2 separate regions of the Pan troglodytes genome follow, and region 1 is linked to region 2. A link is a contact called in public Hi-C data. All regions are on one chromosome and are shown on one strand. Each heading gives the region's core, a stretch centred on a gene start, on an enhancer-like site or on the middle of the called end of the contact. The rest is flanking DNA. Distances are from core to core; before and after follow the strand shown. Region 1 has its middle 200 kb from the start of CTSO. Region 2 overlaps LOC104006254 (a long non-coding RNA gene).

Region 1 (7,724 bases), core at 822-3,321, 190 kb after region 2:
GATTCTCTGTATCTATTATAATTTTCCAATAGATTTTGGAACCAGAAATAGCTTACAAGTTAATGAGAAGTCTTATAAACAAATCAATAATCACAATACATTCTAATAAATGTATGATACATGTTTGATCTAAGATTTTCATTTTGCATAGGTCGATTAAAAGTGACTGTTATAATATTTTGTGCATACTTATAAATGGGACTCTACATATCTAAGCCTGTGCATCTCCTAAGGACCAAAGTATCATATGGAATTTCTTCCCAGATATCAGTAACAGAATATTAGGGACAAAAGAAACTCAGTATTTGGATGGCTTCTTGAAACTACTCTCTCTGGTATTGTAATTGGTAGGGGTCAGATTTACTGAAAGTTGGAGAGTATCGATTGATAAGAGTACAAAAGAGTAACTAACCAGGGGCATATTCATTAGTTAGAGCTTGGGAGTGGCTTTGCTGGGTTGTTCTGGTTCCGAATTTCTCGTGAGCTTGCAGATAAGATGGTGGCCCACACTTCAATCATTTTGTGATTTAATTGAGAAACGATGGTCCACTTCTCAGATGGATAATTCACATGGCTGTTGGCAGGAGCCTCCATTTATGTTGGCTTTTGGCAGGAGGCTTTAATTCCTCATTGTCTGTTGACAGGAGGTCTTAATTCTTTGCTTCATGGGTTTCCCCATAGGGTTTCTTGAGTGTTCTCATAATATGGCAACTGGCTTCCTTCTGAGATAATGATCTGAGAGAAGGAGAACGAGTAAAGGATGATGCCACAGAACACACTGTCACTTTCACAATCTGCAATTATTTACACAACTTAGTCTGATTCAACCACACAAGGGCATGGAGTAGGGAAACTTTGAAGGCTATCTTGGAGGCTGGCCTACCTTAGTGGGGTTAGAATAATGGCAGGGTAGAAGAGGTATATGAGTGCAATATGCAAAAGATAGTGATTTACATGAATAGATTTTTATGGCAGTAAAGAAAAACTGGAAAAAATACACAGAATTCAGACTGGAGGCTTGCCAGAAGAAAACTATAAAAGGAAAACTTAACAGGTTAAGAGGTTACTGGAAATAATTGTCATTGCTATTGGGGAAAACACCCAAATATTTAATATTGTTTTCAAATCGTCACATGGTCCAAATATTAGCTTGCTCTTAAGCACCATCTGCTAGGATGCTTCGGTATTGCTGTCTCTCTATGCCAGACACATTGATTGGCCTCCTTGAAGATCATTAAATAAGTATGTTCCTGCCTTTAAACATGTGCCCTACATTTGGAATGCCCTTTCCCACCCCTTTACCTAATTATCCTCTATTCAGCCATCATACTAAGCTCAAGCACCAGCTCCTTCAGGCATAACCTTTGGTCTCAGGTTGTCTAGCTATTTTCTCATGTATGACTATATCTATTACTGTCATCATCATCATCATCATCATCATCATTATCATTTCAGGGACATTTTTAATGTTTTTAATTATACAACTATCAGTGTCCTTAATCTCTAAACTAAAGTTTAAGCTATATAAGAAAAAAGAATCACATCTGACTATTCCATGTGCCAAGCACAGTGCCTGGTAAATTAGAAGGACTTAGTCATTTTTCATTTAAAGAGGCACTTAGTCATTTCTCACTTCAAGAATAAATACACTATTCCCTGAGATAGATGATAAGGATACGAATTAGTGTGATAGTAAGAAGGTAGAAAGTAGACGGCACATTCAAAACAGATGTTAAATCAAGGCCAAGGCATGAAGGAAAGTGAGTCATCAAGAATAATGATAAATACCTGATATTTTAAAACTGAACAACAGCAAAAGATTATAGGATGAAATAACAATATAAAATGAAGGCGTTAACTTTGAGAATTTTATTAATCAGACCCCAACCAGGAACACAGAAAATACACTGTGTTAATTTCTATGTATTGCCCTTACCTCCAAATTGACCCCTCAGTGCCTGTTCTGAAGTAATGGACTGATTGCTTTAAACATTTCTCTTTAAGCACAGCACCATGTTAAGCTTTGTCAATAGAGGGCACTGGAGTCACATTACAGAAGGAAGGGGCTTCTCTTCCCAGTTTTGGCTGTTTTGCTTTGGATTTTCAGCCCTCTCTGGCTCCTGCTGCAGTCCTGCTGTGTGGGTGTGTAAGAACATTCAGTGATGCCTTGTCCAGCCACACACCCAGAAGGCAAAATGTGTCAGTGACCTCATAGGCCCTGCCTAAGCCCTGTGACTACCTTCCCAAGGCTTCTTATCTCCACCCTAACATACTGACGCTGCATGCTCCAAGCCCATAACACCCACAGAGTATCCAGATTTCCTCTGTGTACTTGCCGACCAACCTGGCTTGCCAGCACCCTGGAGGTTTATCTCTTTCTTGTGTGATGAATGCAGACCAGCTTTGTCCCAGCCAACCTAACAAACTTCTCTGCTATTCCATGAGCTGCAAACATGCTTTCTCCAAGATGAGAACTCAGCCCTGAAGAGGGTCCCACCTTCTAAGTTTGTCCTTCCTTTGAAAGTCAGCTTCAGCATAGGGTTCCCTTTAGAATTGCTTCTGTATCTTTATAGTTGCTTTCCTATCATAGTTTAATAATTATTTCATATTAAATTCCTGTTAAATTTACGGCGTGGTTTATCTTTCCTAGCAAAATTAAAGAATATTACCAACTTACTATGAAAATAAAGAACATTTCATGCAGGGAACTGGTCATGCAACTCTGAAGAGCTGAGAAGCCAAATGTAGGCCTCTGAGGCAACTCATAAATTAGCATCTGCAAGAAGTTGCTACCTTTTGAAGTCAGCAGGGACAAGAGAAGAGGCAGTGTTACAAGGGCCAAGATGACACATTGGAAGAAAACTATGTCAACCTCTCTGGCAAAATCTAGAGCTACAGAGGAGAGGCCATTGCTATCAGAGTCCCTGTCTGGCTTTTCCTTTTCTTCATCTGACAATTTCCTGTAGGTGGCTCCCATTGTTTGAAACCAGCTGGCAACCAGCTTACAAGGGAACCCAAGAATGCATCTCGGAGACGGCCATCTGCAGAACACTGCAGATTAGGTGGAAGCTGAAGAATGGATACCAGAGCAAAAAGACCAAAGACTGGCAGAGATTAACTCAGGTTTATGCATTAACAACCAGCTTCCCAGGAGAGCAATGTCCTTTGTTGTAATGTTTTTCTGCGTTTCTGATGTAACTATTCTTACTATGGGTGGTTTCAAGAAGCAAACATGAACATCACTAGACCCTAAGTCTGGAAGGAATGCACCTCAGCACACCATGTATAGTAGTTCCACTATATTCAATGAATTTTTTTAAGTATAGATATTGGCATCTTGAAGAAACTGCTTGTAATGATCAGCAATACCATTCATTTAATAACAAAGTTTCTTTAAAACTTCAGAAGCTGATATCTAGATATTACAATGAAAGCTAAACAATTCAAAAGCAACAAGTTAATCCACAATTTTAAAGTATGCATGGTTACAGAGGACATGCTCCTAGACACTGATAGTAACCAAAGAGAGGAGGGTAAAAGGGAACTTGCTTGTGGTCGTTTATAGTTTACCTGCTTCTTCTGAAATATTATTCTCAGCCCTCCATGCAGACATAATCTGGGCAAGAGATGAAAAACAAATATGGCAGGGGCTGCTAATTTCACTTTTGATTGATATAATCGGAGGGGAAAGCTAGGCCGTTTATTTTTCTACGTTCTAACTGTTACTTTATTCCCTTACTCTGGAGATGGAGGCAAAGAGAATATCTTCTATTCCTAAGTGGCAGAAAATCTCTCAGAAGGTTATTTTGCATATGTATCAGAGTCACCATCAGAGTCCTTTCTAAAGGTGAACGCCACAGGGCGTGGTGGCTCAAGCCTGTAATTCCAGCACTTTGGGAGGCCGAGGCAGGCGGATCATGAGGTCAGGAGATCGAGACCATCCTGGCTAAAACGGTGAAACCCCGTCTCTACTAAAAATACAAAAATTAGCCGGCCATGGTGGTGGGCACCTGTAGTTCCAGCTACTCGGGAGGCTGAGGCAGAAGAATTGCTTGAACCCAGGAGGTGGAGGTTGCAGTGAGCCGGACATCAAGCCACTGCACTCCAGCCTGGGCAACAGAGCGAGACTCCATCTCCAAAAAAAAAATGGTGAACACTCATGAGGGAATGCAGTCAGACTTTGAAGGTTACCACATGCCACTTGCCATACAATTAACAAAGGGCTCTACATTGTTTCTGGCTTTATAATGTAAACATATTTTTATTAATAAGTTATATGATTCCTGCATTATTTCATAATTTGAGCTCATCAAGAAACTGTGTAACATTCTATTAAAATACATTATTAACTCCCCGCCCCCACCATTTGGCAAAGTTTTCTTTTTCTTACAAAGAAATAAAGGAAATAAGGTAGAAAAACCAGACAATTTAAGAATGATTAAGCATGTTAAACTTTATTCTGAACTTTTATCAGGAAAAAGCTCAAAGAGCCTGACTCTCAGTGTTGACCATGTGAATTTAGAAGTCGTCAGTCCAAAATGTGCCTTCATGCAAACCTTTAATTAAATATGGAGAATTTAATTTACTGTGATAACTTTAGGGTTTTCAAATATGTCCAGAGAAAGGAAATTAAACAATCAAATTATCCAAACAAAGGCCATTTTTGCCAACATTCCCTGGACAATAAGAATAGATTTTTTTTCCCCTAAATTTTCTACAACGAACATGTATTACAATAAGAAAAAAAAAGCTTACTTTTCCTAAACATTCAATGTTTCACTAGTTTTTAATTGTATGTACTTAGTAGTTTTGAGTCACTGTCTCGCTCTTTCACTGAGGCTGGAATGCAGTGGTGCAATCACAGTTCACTGCAGCCTCAAACTCCTGGGCTCAAGTGATCCTCCCACTTCAGCCTCCCAAGTAGCTGGGACTACAGACGCATGCCATCACCCCTGGCTAATTTTTTAAATTTTTTGTATAGAGAGGGGTCTCGCTATGTTGCCCAGGCTGGTCTCAAACTCCTAGGTTCAAATGATCCTCTTATTTCATTCTCCCAAAATTCTATGATTACAGGCATAAGCCACCCCACGTGGCACACACTAGTTTTTAAATGACTGATTTGCTACATAAAGATATAAAAAAAGATGAGGCACATGTGCCACTTTTCTTAGAAAATATATTCTGTTGTAAGTTCTCTGAAAAAAAAAGTCATCTCTGTACTTGTCTTAGTCAATCTGGGGTGCTATAACAAAAATACCATAAGTTGGTAGCTTAAACAAAAATTAAATTCTCATGGTGCTTATTAGTCCAAGATTAAGAAACCAGCAGATTTGGTATCTGGTGAGGGCTGTCTTCCTGGTTCATAGCCAGCTGTCTTCTCATTGTGTCCTCACATGGCTGAAAAATTAAATGAACTCTCTGGGGTCTCTTTTACAAGGGTACAAATCTCATTCATGAGGCTCTGCCCTCATCACCTAATCACCTTCCAAAGGCCCCATCTCTTAATAAGATCACGTCAGAGGGTAAGGTTTCAACATATGAATTTTGAGGGAACACAAACATTTAGATATTGACATTTTGCTCCTGATCTCCAAAGTTTATATTCTTCTCACGTGCAAAATACATTTATTCTATCCCAATAACCCCCGAAGTCTTAACCTATTCCAGCATCAACTCTGAAGTCTAAAATACAAAGCCTCATCTATTAATAGATATCATCTAAATTAGTAATGAATGAGACTATAATTCATCCTGAGGCAAAATTTGTCTCCAGCTGTGAACCTGTGAAACCAAACAAGTTATATGCATTCAGAAAATAGTGTGGGACAGGTATAGGATAGACATGTTTATTCCAAAAGGGATAAACAGGAAGGAAGGAAGGAAGGGGTACTGGGTTTCAAGAAAGTCCAAAACTTACTGGGGCAAACTTTATTACCTTTTGAGGCTCAAAAATAATCCTCTTTGGCACGCTACTCCGTCTTCCAGGCCTACTACAGTGGTAATGTCAGTCCTCTGGCTTGGTAGAGATGGTCCCACAGTGGCTCTCTGCCTTAGCCTTCTGCTGGGGTCCCACAGATCTGTTGCGCTGGGTCCAATGCCCTTGGCTCACCCAGGCTGAAATAATAGTCCCATGGCTCCAGGTGGTCCTGCGTTTTGAAACCTGGGTGGAGGCAGCTGGGCCCTGAAGGCTCATGCACTGTGGCCTGTGATGGGAGTGGCAACCTGATCATCTCTGAATCACCTTCAGAGCTATTCTTCACTTGTCTTGAGAATAACATCTGGCCTTTGTTGAGATGACTGATAAATACTAATCTCCTTATCAAATGGACAATTGGCGACATTCATAGTGTTCTCATTTTTCTGCAATATTGGTAGGCTAGGATTTTTTTTTTCAAATCTTTAAGTTCTGCTTTCTTTTTACTGAAAAATTATGTCTTTTAGCCATTTCTCTCTTCTCACATTTCACTGTAATCATAATATAATACAGCAGCTAAGCTGCTTCTATATTGGCTTTCAGTTGAAGGCAAGCCATACTTTCACCACTTTGCTTAATAATAGCTTCAGCTAAATATCCAATTTCATCACTCACACTTTCCACCTTCTACAAAGCACTAGAGCATGAACACAATTCAGCCAACTTCCTTGTCACTGTGTAACAGGAATCACCTTTCCTCCATTTTCCAACAGCATGTTCATTTCTGTCTGAGGCTTCATCAGTATGGTCTTTACCATCCATATTTCTACCAACATTCTATTCATGATTACCAAAGTATTCCTTAAAGAGATTGAGGCTTTCTCTATAGTTTTACTCTTTCCTGATTCCTTATGAGAATCACCTTTAAAGGTCCATTCATAGTATTGTAAATTTTTTTTAAGTTTTCACCTCAGAACTCTTCCAGCCTCTAGTCATTATCCAATTTCAAAAGCACTTCTACATTTTTAGGAATTTGTTATAACATCACTTCCATTTCTCAGTACCAATTTCTGTCTTAGTTTAGGTTGCTATGGCAGCATACTGTACACTTAATGCCTCAGAAGCAACAGAAAGTTATTTCTCAAGTGTTAAAACCCCAAGATTGAGGCAATGGCATATTCTAGTTCACAGATGGCCATCTTCTTGCTGTGGTCACATTGGGGGAAGGGGTGAGGGAGCTCTCTGGAGTCTCTCTTATAATGGCACTACTTCCACTGAAGAGGGCTCTGCCTTCATGAACTAATCACCTACCAAATGTTTTCCCTCTTCAGATACCATCACATTGGGAATTAGCATTCAGCATATAAATTATGGAGACATTAACATTCAGTGTGTAGGACTTCATCAGGATTAAAAGTGATTTACCCACTACTGTTAGATTAGTACAGTATTCTGTATTTTTTTATATATGTATCTTTACCAGTGAGCTACACACTTTTATGTTCCTCTGTAGCATCTTTCCATTTTATCTTGAGGAACTCCCTTTAGCATTTCTTTGTAAGGTTGGTCTAGTGGTAGTGAATTCCTTCAGCTTTTGTTTATCTGGGAAAATATTTATCTTTGTTTTTTTTTTTGAGGAACAGTTTTGCATTATATTATTCTTGGTCAGCTGTTTTTTTGTTGTTGTTAGTGGGTTTTTGTTGTTGTTTCTTTGTTTGTTTGTTTTTTTCCAGCACTTTGGATGTATTATTCTATTCCTTTCTGGCCTGCAAGGTTTCTGATAAGAAATCACTTATTCTTATGAAGACTG
Region 2 (6,855 bases), core at 691-3,190:
GACAGGGTCTCACTCTGTCACCCAGGATGGAGAGCAGTGGTGTGATTAAGGCTCACAGCAGCTTCCACCTCCCTGGACTCAGGTTATCCTCCCACCTCAGCCTCCTGGGTTGCTAAGACTATAGGCATGTGCCACCACCCTCAGCTAATTTTTGTACTTGTGGAGCTTGGGTTTTGCCATGTTGCCCAGGCTGGTCTCCAGCTCTTGGGCTCAAGTAATCGACCCATCTCAGCCTCCCAAAGTGCTGGGATTACAAGTGTGAGCCACTGCATCCAGCCTTTCTTTTTAATTTGGTTTGCTCTTTCTGTCGATATCACTGGCAGACAATATCTGTAAACTATATTGTCCATGATGACTGAAGCTGTCTCTACTGCTGGCCTTTACATTTTGAGTACTCAATGCCTAATATATACTAGATGATCAATAAGTGTTCTCTGAAATGACTGACCTTTGATTCAATGAACAAATCATATGAAAATACAATCATGAGAATAAGACTTCTTTGAGATGCTAATCTGAAAAAGATTCAAGATTAAATTAAAAAGTACAACTTTAACTAAATGTTCTTTAAATCAGATAGTGCCATTATTTAAATTTATTGGCTAAATTTTTATGGAATTTCTGTACTTTCAAATTAGAAGAGTTTTTATGTATATGTTACTGGGATTCTTTATGAATAAAATATATGTATGTTTTTAATGTAAAAAGATAACTTCGAGAAGTTCGAGACCAGCCTGGCCAACATGACGAAAACCTGTCTCTACTAAATATACAAAAACTAGCTGGGCATGTTGGCGAACACCTGTAATTCCAGCTACTCTGGAGGCTGAGGTTGGAGAATCACTTGAAGCTGGGAGGTGGAGGTTGTAGTGAGCCTAGATCGTGCCATCGCACTCCAGCCTGGGTGACAAGAATGAAATTTCGTCTCAAAAAAAAAAAAAAAGATAATTTCATAATGTCTCAAATACTTAATATCAGTTGAATAGGACTATACAAAACCCTTAAAGCTCATATTTGCCATCATTTGAGTGAGGTTACCAAGGTATCAAATATAGGGATGTATGTCATGTGAAAAGTAACTGTAAATCTTAGTGACAAAGGCTACAATAAAACATAAACTATCTTATTCTACTATATTTCATGACTTATTTGGTATTTAGGAAGCTCAACAGCTTATACTCACTTTTTTTTTTTTTTTTTTTTTGAGACAGAGTCTTGTTCTGTCGCCCAGGCTGGAGTGCAGTGGTGCTATCTCTGCTCACTGCAAGCTCTGCCTCCCAGGTTCACGGCGCGATCTCTGCTCACTGCAAGCTCTGCCTCCTGGGTTCACGCCATTCTCCTGCCAGCCTTCTGTGTAGCTGGGACTACAGGCGTCTGCCACCATGCCTGGCTAATTTTTTGTATTTTTAGTAGAGACGGGGTTTCACCATGCTAGCCATGATGGTCTCGATCTCCTGACCCCGTGATCTGCCTGCCTTGGCCTCCCAAAGTGCTGGGATTACAGACATGAGGCACCGCGCCAGGCCACTCACACTTTGTTTTAAATTAAAATGTAGTATTTAAAATCAGATCATATATTTTTAAGTATATTGCTTAAGTAGTCCAGATTAATAACATTTTTGCTGATTTATGACTTTCCTATTTTGAGAATAAGCAATATCCTCCATAAGAAGCTGGATAATTTAAAGGCAGGAAACACTCTGTAGTCATGGTTGTCAGGTTCTCGGTGCCAGATGCTTATGGTGAGAGCTTGGCTATTGGGAGCACCTGACCCAGGTTAAGTGAGTAAAAATAAAGGGTTTGGTAAGAGTGAATATGTGAGGGAGAGCCGGAGCTAAACCCAGAAGAAAAGCTGCTGTTTGGTAAAACATTGCCAGAATACTAAACCAAATGAAGGCCAGGAGGGTGTGCTATGTAACTGAGTCATGGAAGCGTCCCTATCAGTGCCTGAAAGAAATAACTGAACAGTCATGGGGCTTCCCTGGCCTGGATCAGATGAGCCTGAGTCATCCTTATTAACCAGTTTAAATTGCCACATCCTGACCTCTTTTGCAATCATGATTTTCTTAGCATAGTGTTTATAAGTTATTACGAGATACTAGGTTTTATTCTCTCTCTCTTTACTTACATACATGGGGTAGGTGGTATTAAGAGTCCCTAATTTTCCCTTCTCTCCCCTACCTTCCATAGCTTCCCTGTGGGTGTAGTCTGTTTCCTTACCCCATTGACTTAGGGCTTGGCCAAGTGATAATTCCTTTGGCTAACGAAATAGTGACCAGAAATGATTATGTGCTTGTACCAAACTGATGCCTTGAGAGACACATAAAGTTACCCCCAGTGCTCCTGGGATATCTGCCCTTTGCCACAAGTGGAGCCAGTCTCAGGAAATTATTGTTTTCTCAGCCTGGGTGCTGAAATGAAAACCCAAACCCATCTGAGGCCTGTGATCCATGCTAGGGCTGAAAGCCTAGGCAAGCCCAATTGAGATAAGCCCAGTGGCAGATCCCCCACTAACATAGGAGTGTGGCAAAAGGATTGTTTTTTATAACCCGTGGGCATTACCTGATGTAATCTCTGGAAAAATCTAATTACAGAAGAAACCTGATTAATTCAGAAGAAACCTAATTAATTCACCAACTGATAAAGTACCATGAATAACATAGTGAATTTATTGAAGAAAAGATAAAATGATTAATAGAAAGAGTGCTTATAGGAATTAATATTGAATATTATTGACAAAAATGATATAATGACTATGCATTTATTTAAATAACCTGCTAGAGCTCTACAGGATGACTCTAAGGATTTACTGGTGACAATATCTAAAAACAACCAGGTTGGATGGGGCAACTCTGGTCTTTGAGCCACTGTATTTTTTTTTTTTTAATGCCGTAAAGCAATTCTGTGGCAAGATTCTATTTTAGGAAAGGGTAGATAAGTAAAATTTACCAGGACACTGGTACCTGAACATTGTGATCATAGAATTTGATTTTTCCAGCGAGCTCTTTAGAATAGTACATGTCCCATGTACAAAGTTATGTATGAAACTGTTGATTCTTCTAATGTGGAAAGCCTCTCATTATTCCTCTGTATTGTAATAGATCAATCCTATGATTTTTTTGGTACTACATTCTTCTTTATTAGACTCTATCTCTTCCAAACAGGTAAAGAATTAGAGCAATATTCTTATCTTTGAAAGCATGTGTGCTGGCCGGGTGCAGTGGCTCATGCCTGTAATCCCAGCACTTCGGGAGTCTGAGGCGGGCTGATCACCTGAGGTCAGGAGTTCGAGACCAGCCTGGCCAACATGGCATAACCTCATCTCTGCTAAAAATACAAAAATTAGCTGGGCTTGGTGGCAGGTGCCTGTAATCCCAGCTACTCAGGAAGCTAAGGCAGAAGAATCGCTAGAACCCGGGAGGCAGAGGTTGCAGTGAGTAGAGATCGTGCCACTGCATTCCAGCCTGGGTGACATAGTGGGACTCCGTCTCAAAAAAAAAGGAGCATGTGTGCCACAAATAAAGGCTATGTTGGCTGCATTTGTCTGTGTTTCCAAATTGCTGGCATTTTATTCATGTGTGTTGATGCTTTTCTTTAGGTTTCCTATTTAATTTTCGATACGGTGAAGGCAGAGACTGTTGCTCTCTTTAAAGTTACCCATGGGACATGCTAGAAAGGTTTGTGGAAAGTGAGTATTAAGTCATTGTTGCTGATTGTCTGTCTTCTACACTTTGCTATTACAGACCTGGCCAAAGACTTTGTTTAAATGAATCCTGTCTTTTTTTTCCAGCTAAGCTAATAATCACCCTTCTGGAAGAGGTTAATTTTGGTCTTAAAAACAAGCAGTAAGTATGCATCACACATTGAAGGAAAGCTGTAGTTAGTATACACATTAAAACAATGTAAACTAAAGGCCAGATTATTTTACTCCTCTGAAAATTCAGACAATCTGGAGTTTCAAAAATGTTTTTATTTCATCGTCTTGATCTATATGATCATTTCACACATCAGTAAGTGATGCTTTCATTTTTTTAAAGTAGCATAACTATCCCAAACCTGGAAAATTTCAGTAACACTAAAAATAAACCAGTTAAATAAACATAGGGACATTTTCAAAGATAGTTTGGGACATAAATACTTTAAAAATCTGCCACACCTGCAACTGTGAAGTATTGATTCTGAGGCTTTTCAAAGTTATGCACTATACAGTTCATACTGTAATATGAATTAAAGGGGCTAGGAGAATAAAGGCACTAGTTTTTTTATAAGCTGATTTTTATGATATTAATATAATTTCTTAAAAAACCTTCAACTCAACTGCGTAAGTTCCTGACATTAAATGCAATTTTTTTCAACTATCAAATTACAGACCATGTATTTGTAAAATCTAAAAAGGAATAAACTTTTGTGTGTTATGGTGGGATATTTAGTTACTGTAGTGATTGAAATTACTTTTAAGTGTCACTTTTATTCTCTGTATAGTAGATTTCCATAATATACACCTATTAGAGACACCTTTCAAGAAAATGCTAACAAAATTGCCAGCTTTAAAGATATTGAAAACTTAAAAAAATCATTTCTCTGTTTTAATGAGGGCAATACTGTCATATTGTAGTAAGATTTTTGTTCATATTAAATTGAAGCAACATCTGCACAGCAAGATAAATAATCAGAAGGGTAAACAGACAACCAATAGAGTGGGAGAAAATATTTGCAAATTATGCATCCGACACAGAACTAATATCCAGAATCTACAGGAAACTCAAACAAATCAGCAGGAAAAAAAAACAAAAACAAATAATTCCATCAAAAAGTGGTCAAAGGACGTGAATAAACAATTCTCAGAAGAAGATATATAAACAGCCAACAAACATATAAAAAAATGCTCAACCTCACAAATTATCAGGGAAATGCAAATTAAAACCAATGCCATACCACCTCACTCCTGCAAGAATGGCCATTATTAAAAAGTCAAAGAACAGTAGATGTTGGTATGGATGTGATGAGAAGGGAATATTTTACAGTGCTGGTGAGAATGTAAGCTAGTACAACCACTATGAAAAACTGTATGGAGATTCCTTTTTCTTTTTTTTTTTTTTTTCTTTTCTTCGAGACAGTATCTCGCCCTGTCACCAGGCTGGAGTGCAGTGGTATGATCTTGGCTCACTGCAACCTCTGCCTCCCGGGTTCAAGTGATTCTTCTGCCTCAGCCTCTCAAGTAGCTGGGACTACAGGTGCACACCACCATGCCCAGCTAATTTTTGTATTTTTAGTAGAGATGAGGTTTCATCATGTTGGCCAGGATGGTCTCAATCTCTTGACCTCGTGATCCACCCGCCTCAGCCTCCCAAAGTGCTGGGGTTACAGGTGTGAGCCACTGTGCCCAGCTGGAGATTTCTTAAAAAGCTGAAAGTAAACTACCATTTGATCCAGCAGTCTCACTACTGAGTACCTACCCAAAGGAAAATAAGTCATAATATGAAAAACACACATGCACACACGTTTATAGCAGCACAATTTGCAATTGCAAAGATATGGAACCAACCTAAATGCCCATCAACCAATGAGTGGATAAAGAAAATGTGGTATATATACACTGTGGAATACTAGTCAGCCATAAAAAGGAATGAAATAATGTCTTTTGTAGCAACTTGGATGGACTGGAGGCCATTATTCTAAGTGAGGTAACTCAGGATTGGAAAACCAAATATTGTGTGTTCTCACTTATAAGTGGGAGCTAAGTTATGAGGATGCAAAGCGGAAGAATGATACAGTGGACTTTGGGGACTCGGCGGGAAGGGTGGGAGGGGGGTGAGGGATAAAATACTACACATTGGGTACAGTGTACATTGTTTAGGTGACAGGTGCACCAAAATCTTGGAACTTATCCATGTAACCTGTACTCCAAACACCATTGAAATTAAAATTAAAATTTTAAAAAGTTGAAGCAACAAATAATGTAACAAAATGCCTATTCAAAATGACGAAGTAAACAATAATGGCTTCTTTCTTCTATCAAGTACATTTGAGGTGATGACGGTCCTGAACCATCTCAGGGAACTAAATATTTAATAGATCACTCTCTTAACCCAATAGTTATTGGAAATTTCCAAAGGAAACTTATCAGTATAGATAATTGATAGAAAAACACACAAACAATTCCATAGAGGACAGGGAAGACTGCATCGTTAAGAGGGTAGAATTACATGCCTCACAGGCTATCGGGGTGAGGTACCTGACAGAGAATGTTTCTAGCCTTGCACAAGCCAAGCAAAGTGTGGATCTGCAGGCAGAAGTGGCTGGCCCTCAATGAGCTGAGTGCTGGGCATTAGTCAACTGCTGATTCAGCCACAGATGCTAATCAGAACATCCAGAGAAGAAACCGGGCTGTATACTCCCCAAGAAATATCAGATGTAGAGCCAGGATTGGCATGGACCTCAAGGACACAGGACAGACCTGAGGGTCTATTCCCTGTGCCCCCTCACAATTCCATACATGTCCTTGCACTCACACATCAAACACTGTCTAGAGAGGAACATGGTGGAGAGCTGGAGAGCAGAAATAATAGACTGAAGTCTTTCTACTGCCTTGTGTGGGAGCTGTGAAGACTAGGTTAGTTACAAAGTTGTAGTTGGAGTAAGTTTGTGACCACATCACAGAGGAAAAAGCAGAATCTGCGTACACCTAATGTTTGTGATTCTTGCCATTTATTCAATTCTATTGTTTCTCAGGCTTTTGTTTCCCATTTGCAACTCAGCACTGATGAAAATTTTTCCCTTTACCCTAAAACTGTTAGCCTGAATTCACGCCTGAAAACTGGCAAGAGGACCTACCCTACATTGTAAAGACAACCA

Evidence for each region. A called contact is a pair of places that touch in the nucleus more often than the background predicts.
Region 1: a contact with region 2 is called in a Hi-C map of induced pluripotent stem cells, with 3 times the contacts expected there. The contact joins two enhancer-like sites. A contact is called at or near these places in 3 of 7 Hi-C or Micro-C datasets (induced pluripotent stem cells and stem cell-derived neural progenitor cells).

What each region holds. Positions count from the first base shown.
Region 1 is chr3:157,968,575-157,976,298 of NHGRI_mPanTro3-v2.0_pri, forward strand. No RefSeq gene overlaps it. Among named protein-coding and RNA genes, the nearest start is that of CTSO, 200 kb to the left of the region's middle. Within about 2 kb of position 2,072, at least 9 of the 24 cell types and tissues checked have an H3K27ac peak or open chromatin away from gene starts, as enhancers often do. A contact at or near this core is called in induced pluripotent stem cells, where this site is marked.
Region 2 is chr3:157,780,456-157,787,310 of NHGRI_mPanTro3-v2.0_pri, forward strand. LOC104006254 (a long non-coding RNA gene) reads left to right here. Exons shown (of 3, transcript XR_001717248.2): 2 at 3,599-3,688. Among named protein-coding and RNA genes, the nearest start is that of CTSO, 14 kb to the left of the region's middle. Within about 2 kb of position 1,941, at least 11 of the 24 cell types and tissues checked have an H3K27ac peak or open chromatin away from gene starts, as enhancers often do. A contact at or near this core is called in induced pluripotent stem cells, where this site is marked.